2 separate regions of the Zea mays genome follow, and region 1 is linked to region 2. A link is a contact called in public Hi-C data. All regions are on one chromosome and are shown on one strand. The core of a region is the stretch at or near the end of the contact, and the rest is flanking DNA. Distances in the headings are between cores, read along the strand shown.

Region 1 (3,809 bases), core at 994-3,493, 100 kb before region 2:
GGACCGGCGCGGTGGTGATTTTACCTGGGCCAAGAGGTGAGGAACCGACCCAGACGTGGGTTTCTATTTTTATTTCTTTTTCTTTTCCATTTCTACTTTTTTTGTTCCTTCCAACTTTAGATTTTAAATTCAAATTTACCTCAAAGTTGGGTTTTGAATTTCAACACCAATTTAGACGCAACAAACAAAATAGTCTCAGCATGACGCAAATCTTTATTTTATTTATTTAGATAGGATGCTTCACTTATTTCAAAGAAGTCATTATTTTGAATGTATAATCACTTTAAGTATTCATTCAAAGTTTAATGTTTAATACTTATTTAGTTTTAGAGGAGGAGGTTGGGTAATATTTTATCAGAAGTTCTTTAGTTAAACATCTCAAAGTATTAATTATATGGTTCATGAGAGGAACACTCCCATTTTATCGTCGTTTTATTATTTATTTGTTTCCATGTCTCAAGTTAAATCCTAGTTCCAATTTTTAACTCAAATATTTTGGCAAAAACTCTTATGAATCCCAAAATAGGATTTTTGGGTGTTACAACACCTTCGTTCAGGACCTTCGTTTGAGCGACGCACACGCGCAGCACAGCTAAATGCTTCCGCTCCACTATCGGTGACCTTCTCCTGCTGAAGCTCCTCAAAACATGAGATTGCCAATTGTTTTAAGTCTGTTTTAGGTGTTCCGAAGGGACAATGAAGCACACCTTCGTTCAGGACCTTCGTCTGAGCGACACACACGCACAACAGAGCTAAATGCTTCCGCTCCATGATGAAAACGAGTGCCAACAAGTCAACAAGGAAGGAGAAGAAAACCTGAAGGCTTGATCAACACATTTGAAGATTTCGTAGTTTGTATGTATAGGAGTAGAGGGTATATTTGTAATTTCATATGATGATGTATTGTGAGTCAACACTATAAATAGTTGTACAGTGCCATGCATGAGACACCTTATTTGCCCGAGGTCTGATTTGTTCCACCTACGAAGCTGTATCTTCTTTGCCTCTATACTTCCCATTTTGCTTAAAAGATGTACTTGTAATTTTGCATAATGGAGAAGAAGCAACAAAAATGATACATCATTCTTCTTAAGTGGCCTTACTTTATTCAAAGGTCATTTTATTTTCATAGTCTTTTTCCTCTAATCTATCTTCAGAATAGATTACAGGAATAAATGTCTCTTAACATGAATTATATTGTCCTGTTTTGGTCTGTTTTAGGAATCAAAACAGGTGACCAACACCACTAAACTGAAGTTTAGTCTCTGTCACATCATCGAATGTTTGAATGATAATTATATTAAATATAGTTTAATTATAAAATTAATTATACAAATGGAAACTAAAAGACCAGATAAATCTAATTAATTCTATATTTAATAATTAATAGTTAAATATTTGATGTGGCACGAGCTTAGTTTTAGTCAGGAAAATTAAATGCCTCATTGACATTCCGGTTGTCAGTCAAGCACACACGAACGCGAACGACTTGTGGAGTTGTGGGGCAAAAAAAAAAACAAAGAAATAAAATCAGAGCGATGAATGCGGGGAGCATGGTCGAGACTCAAGAGCGAAGAAACACACTTAGAACGAGAATCCAGGCTAATCAAAGCAAATCAGCGCAATAAATCCCGGCTGGAAAAGAAAAACGCGTTGGCAGCTAAATCGGTGTCTTGTCAAGAGCACATGAACACCAGAGGAGCTGTGAAATCTTATTATCCTGTCATGCCGCACCTTTGTTTACACGTAGAGATAAATTTAATCCGTGGTTTGTTGTAACGACCTTAAGTATATGGGCTGTTTAGTATTACGCCTAAACTGCCACCTCTTGCCACACTTTCGCTGCTGCAGCTATGGCGGCCGATTCAGCCGCCGCGGCTTAGACGCGGCGTGGCGCCGCGCGTCAGACACTAAACTAACCCTATATCTCATCTATTCTTATCTCTAGAAACAATATATTCTTATCTCTACAAACAAATCATGTCTAAGGTCATATTTATAACCTCTAAAATTAATAATTCGCTATTAAAAATTATTTGTTGGTTTCCAAATACCATCCCTTAATACCATAACTAATTGTTAGTACCTCACATCTAACAATTAGTTTATTAGCTGATTTAACCCAGCTAATAATTTATTAGCTAGGTAACTATTAACTCTAGTTATTCTAAACAAGGCTTAAGCTTATCTTTATCTGCACATATATATGTTGACACCCTTGCCTCCCCTCCCTCAGTCCCTCCCCTATAATAAACGGGCGCCACGCACGCCACAGCCGCGGCCTGCGAGCGAGGCATACACATCCACGGGCCACGCCCACCGGCATCTCACGGCGGAAGCAGCCAAGCAGCCGGCCGGGCGCCTCCCGTGCCGCCGCTGAGCATGGCCGCTGCTCCCGTGGGCGCTCAGAATCGCTGCGTCTTCGGTACGCCTTCGCCACCCTCGGTTACGTTCCCTGACCGGCGTGATCCGGAAGCTCGGAGGCTTTGGTTCCACTTGGAGGGGCCGAGGGGGGAGGAGAGCCACCTGCCGTGGTTCGCTGGTGTCACCGAGGGCAGCTCCTTTTCAGTTCGGGTCGATTTGGACTCGGCCCCCGGGTTCTTCCGATTTGGCGCTGATTCCCCTGTCCTGAGCCCCTCTTCGGATCGAACTTCTTGCCTAGGGTTTTGGTTTATGGCATTGGAACTGGACCACGGCGCGTCCACCCCCATCGGCCATGACACACTCGTACTAACACATAGCAGTGGCCTTTAGGTCTGTTGGGTCAATACTACCCTGAAAAACCTAGCGCATTAGGGTTACACCCTCAATCATATAAACCATGCTTGACCACCCACACCACACAATGTGGCACTATTCCCAACATATCACCCTAATGCTTCATTGGGCGCGCAAGATGTTTTTGTTGTTGTTTCTGGATGTGCAGGGGATTTTAGGACTGACAGGTTGTATTTATCAATCTCAATTACAGTTGGCAACATACCATACGATGCGACAGAGGAGCAGCTCGTGCAGATTTGCGAAGAGGTTGGCCCAGTCGTATCCTTCAGGTGCGCTTCTGCTCACCCACATAAAAACTGTAACACTGTCGTGCAGCTCTAGATGGGTTGTAGAAACTAGCACTTACTGTCAAAATGTGTGTTTTTGCCTTATTTATTCTGTTTATATTAAAAACGAAGGAATATGTTCAGGTGTTGGCATTGTGCTACAAATGAAAAAGAACCACGGTGCCTCACCACGGTCAGAATACCGACTAACGGCAAATTGATTACACAAGTTTGATGGCTGAATTGCGCTTGTGCAGCACATATCTTTTGAGCAAATATGACAGAAGAAAGCTGTATATGTTGTGATGAGCAGAACAGGGTAAACTAAAAAAATAGATGCCCCCTCGCCAATCTTGCTTTGCTTTCAAAGATTCATGTCTTCCTCAGACGGGGGGGGGGGGGGGGGGTCGTTATGATTCTTGTAAATTTACCTTTAGGAATGGTAATGATATAGAACATTGATGTATAAACTAATGTAGCCATATGTGGAACTTACCAAGTTTCGTTGGGCATGCCTGACATACTATAGAACCACAGTTTTCTTATGAAGACTATCACAAGTGATATTTTGAGTTAGACTGATGCTTAACCATAAATCTCAGTAAGTCCAGAGCAGCACTGGTATCTGACATGTCTGGCATATACACATGTGCCTTTATTTGATCAGATTTCTCCTAGGTGAATATTTGCTGAAACTGATTTTGGCCCAGTAACATGTTTGCTACGGTTATGTTTTTGCAACTTGTGAATTTGATTAAAATG
Region 2 (3,548 bases), core at 577-3,076:
CCGGGTGCATCTCATATGTGTGCCAAAGAAGAACATCACATATAATGACAAAGTGTATAGAGATAAATGTCACAAATATCATAAATGTCATTATTACATAGCGGAAGTCTTAACAAAATAAATGATAATAATAAAGCGAACTAAGTATTATTCCTTGGCGCCACAAAGCTGACTCGAAGGCGCCACCTAGATCAACTCGTACTCCTCATTGTACGGCTCCTCCTAGATCACATGTTCTTCTCCTGTGGGGGGTTATATCTCGCAAGGGTGATCTCACAAAAGATCATAGCTCAACAAGTTGTGGGGAATAACGTGCATGAACTTACCAAAGGTGGGAGTTCATGTGAAGAGTAAGGCTGACCAATAAATAAGGGTTAAAGTTGAGCATTGCTTTTAATAAGTTGGTCAAATTTTATTAGTAGTTACTAAATGTAAGTAGAACCAAACCAGAGTAATAGTAGATCAGAATTAATAATAAATCCCAATGCGATGCAAATGATAAATTGAATTTAATTCCATAAATTAATCATGCAAGAGTATTGAGCGGCTCATTACCGCGAGCATGGCTAGTATACCAGTTTTACACTCTGCAGAGGTCGTACCCAGTACCCACAAGTCGTGTATCCCATCTAGCCAGTGTTAGCTAGACCCTTAGACACTTCCGAGGTGAATAGCTAGGGATCCACTACAAGGCTTTTACAAAGTTCCACTAGCTTCAGAAAACCCGCTACAGTTTCTAGGAAGAGCAATGCAGGAATCCCCCGTCTGACCGCCATCGGAGCAAAATCAACCCCGGAACCTCCCTACACGCCTACTCCCCTACTGCCCTTGCCCCTTTTGGGAAAGGTAGTCCTCCACTAGCTTTCCTAGTTAGTCAGCCAAGGGCGTCCCATTCCACCCTTGTGGTGGCACGTGTTTCTCAAGTTAAGATCGATGTTCCAATTAACATAGTTGTCTTATCATGAATAGAAATAGAACAGTAATAAAGAGTGATCATGTGTAATAGTTGTCTCAACACTCAAAACCATATATAGCAATAGCAAGGACTACCAAAAAATTCAGGGTTAAACAAGGTATAAAGATAACCAGACTAGGGTGGCCTATTGGGTCCCATCAAAATTAAGCCTATTCATGATAAAATGATTATAGAGAACATTATTGGGTAAATAAAGTGGTCAAGGGCACAACATGCCTTCAATGAGCTCCTGCTCAGCAACTTCTACCTGCTGAACACCTGGATCCTCGGCCACTGGCTCGTCTACTCGTCATAATGCAAACAAACATGGTACGAGGGATAAAATAACATCACACCAAACATGAATACAGAATACATAATAATAATCTATGTGTTGTAACGAGATCATAGGAAAAAGAATCACTACATTCAGAGTTACGGATTTCGAGTTTTGAATTTCCGAAGGTTTTATGTGTTTGGTACAAGATTAATTAAGTGATCAAACTTAATATGGGTTTCATGCTAAAACAATGTTATTAAGTGATAAACAATATTAATACAAAATTATAGGAACTGGAATGGATTAAAAAGGAGCTAAAATGAATTTTCTAGGAATTAAACAAGTTTTTGCAATTAGTTGTGTACTAAAAATCATTTTCTAAACCAATTTCTCTGTTTTATTAAATGTATGGATTGCGCTTACTATATTCAGGAAGTGTAGGGGCCTCTGCGTAAAACATCATAAGACTGAGAACTCCTTGTGCTAGACTGCGGGTTAATTAGCCAATTTCTCAGGGTCTCTTTTACAAGTTCGCCCACACCGAAGGGGTACTGGCGCACTAGAGTCGCCCGATCAGATCTTCATGGGTGAGATTAGATCACATAACTGAGTCGACCGGTGCGTGATACGGATCCTTGGATCCAAATTGTACAGCCCACAATACGCCGACGCGATGATTGAATCTCCACCCCGAGATCACCCACCAGTGGCTAGGATCACAAGCATCGAAGGGTTATCTTCGTTCTAATCGTAGCCACATGCTTTCAGATCGACGGTCGGATGCCGCGCTACCCATGCCCAACCTCAAGCACGACCGCGCCACCGTGTTCATGGCGATGACCACACTAGCGTTCCTCGATTCGATACCCACCGACGCCTGCACCCGCGGCCGGTGGCTAAAAACACAGCCTGACGCAAGGCGAAACAGACGAGACCCCCGATTTAATGTTTGAGTGATGGCACTACCCTGCCCACGGCGTGGCTCGGTGCCACAGAGTCAATTGGCTCTGACGAGCAATTCAAAACCCGCAGATGTATAATTCCCTCTCCCGCGGCTCACCATACGTCAAGGACTGGTCAACGAAGACGACAGAAGTGGCCATACCTGCGGTGGTGCGGTACTGGAGCCAATCCCCCTCGCGCGGGACAAAGCCGAGGTAACGCCGAGCTCCGGTTCTCGGTTCCGACCACGCCCAGCCACGACACCAACTTGCGCGACACACACTCGAGGTGCTATGGCTTCCCAAACCCGGTCTTTGACCAAGACGCGACGCAGTGAACTTCTTCCCCACGTCTGCACTTCACCGGCTTCCGTGAGAGACTCCGGGAGGGCGACTAGGTAACGGGGGGTGTCCGGCCACAGTTATAACCTAGGGGAAAGAGGGAGAAGCACTCGAAAACGTCCCACGGGTCCAGTAGTCATGAGGATCGAGCGAGCGCAGTCCCAACCACACGATTCCGCTGCGGTCGACGTCAAACTCGGAGTCCGTTGCGCGAGCGGCGAGATGACAATAGGGGCCACCAGTCGGCGAGCGGTCATGTGGGTCCGGGGAGTCAGCCGGCCAGCGATTCACGCGACACAGGCTGACCGAGTGGTCCCGCCATCCAGTGCGTGAGAAAGGCCGCACGGATCCGCGATTAGTTGGGCCTGCGGTGCCGAAGGCGGCCCACACAGCTGTTTTCCCTTTAATTACCTTTTTCTTTTAAAATTCTTGATTTAGACTTCTTCTTAAATTCAAATGTCTATTGTTTGAATTCAAACTTGTTGAACTTCATTTCTAAATTGAGTGTATAATTTCAAATTCCACTATGCATAGTTCTTTTGTGGCAGCCCTCCCAAGTTATCGGGCCCACATGCACCAATCCTTGCCTTGATGGCCTCAGATGGCTATGCATGTGTACTAGGTAACTTAACAAGGCTATCACGAGTTCAACAACTTGAACTCATCACCCCAAGGATCTCCCACCATACATGCATATTACAGTAACCACATTCGATACACACACACTTCGGAGATAAGAGCGGAAGACTTCACAAAACATTCTTTTCATTTCTAAAACTGAAGGTTATTACATAGGAAGAGTTACATTTATTACAAGTCCTAATATGCTTAAAGTGCATAACTTATTACAAAAGCAGGGAGGTAGAAACCCTCCAAAGCTTATACATAAACCTAGCTAGTCCTCCAGAATTGGAAACGCCCTCCAACCACAGGAACACTTAGAGTACTCCTCATCACCTACAACAACATGGGTTCAAAAACCCTGAGTACGGAGTGTACTTTCACAAATCTTACCCGTCTAAGGAAAAAG

The links. Hi-C and Micro-C count contacts between places; a contact is called where the count stands out from the background.
Region 1: a contact with region 2 is called in a Hi-C map of leaf, with 3 times the contacts expected there. The contact joins the promoter of LOC100272317 here to the enhancer-like site in region 2. A contact is called at or near these places in 4 of 25 Hi-C or Micro-C datasets (bundle sheath, ear, leaf and 1 more).

Annotation. Positions count from the first base shown.
Region 1 is chr2:138,540,600-138,544,408 of Zm-B73-REFERENCE-NAM-5.0, reverse strand. LOC100272317 (cleavage stimulating factor 64-like) reads left to right here and starts at 2,243. Exons shown (of 10, transcript NM_001146801.1): 1 at 2,243-2,425; 2 at 2,972-3,050. The coding sequence starts at 2,383.
Region 2 is chr2:138,439,174-138,442,721 of Zm-B73-REFERENCE-NAM-5.0, reverse strand. No RefSeq gene overlaps it. Among protein-coding and RNA genes, the nearest start is that of LOC103647008, 78 kb to the right of the region's middle. Within about 2 kb of position 1,826, at least 17 of the 20 cell types and tissues checked have an H3K27ac peak or open chromatin away from gene starts, as enhancers often do. A contact at or near this core is called in bundle sheath, ear, leaf and 1 more, where this site is marked.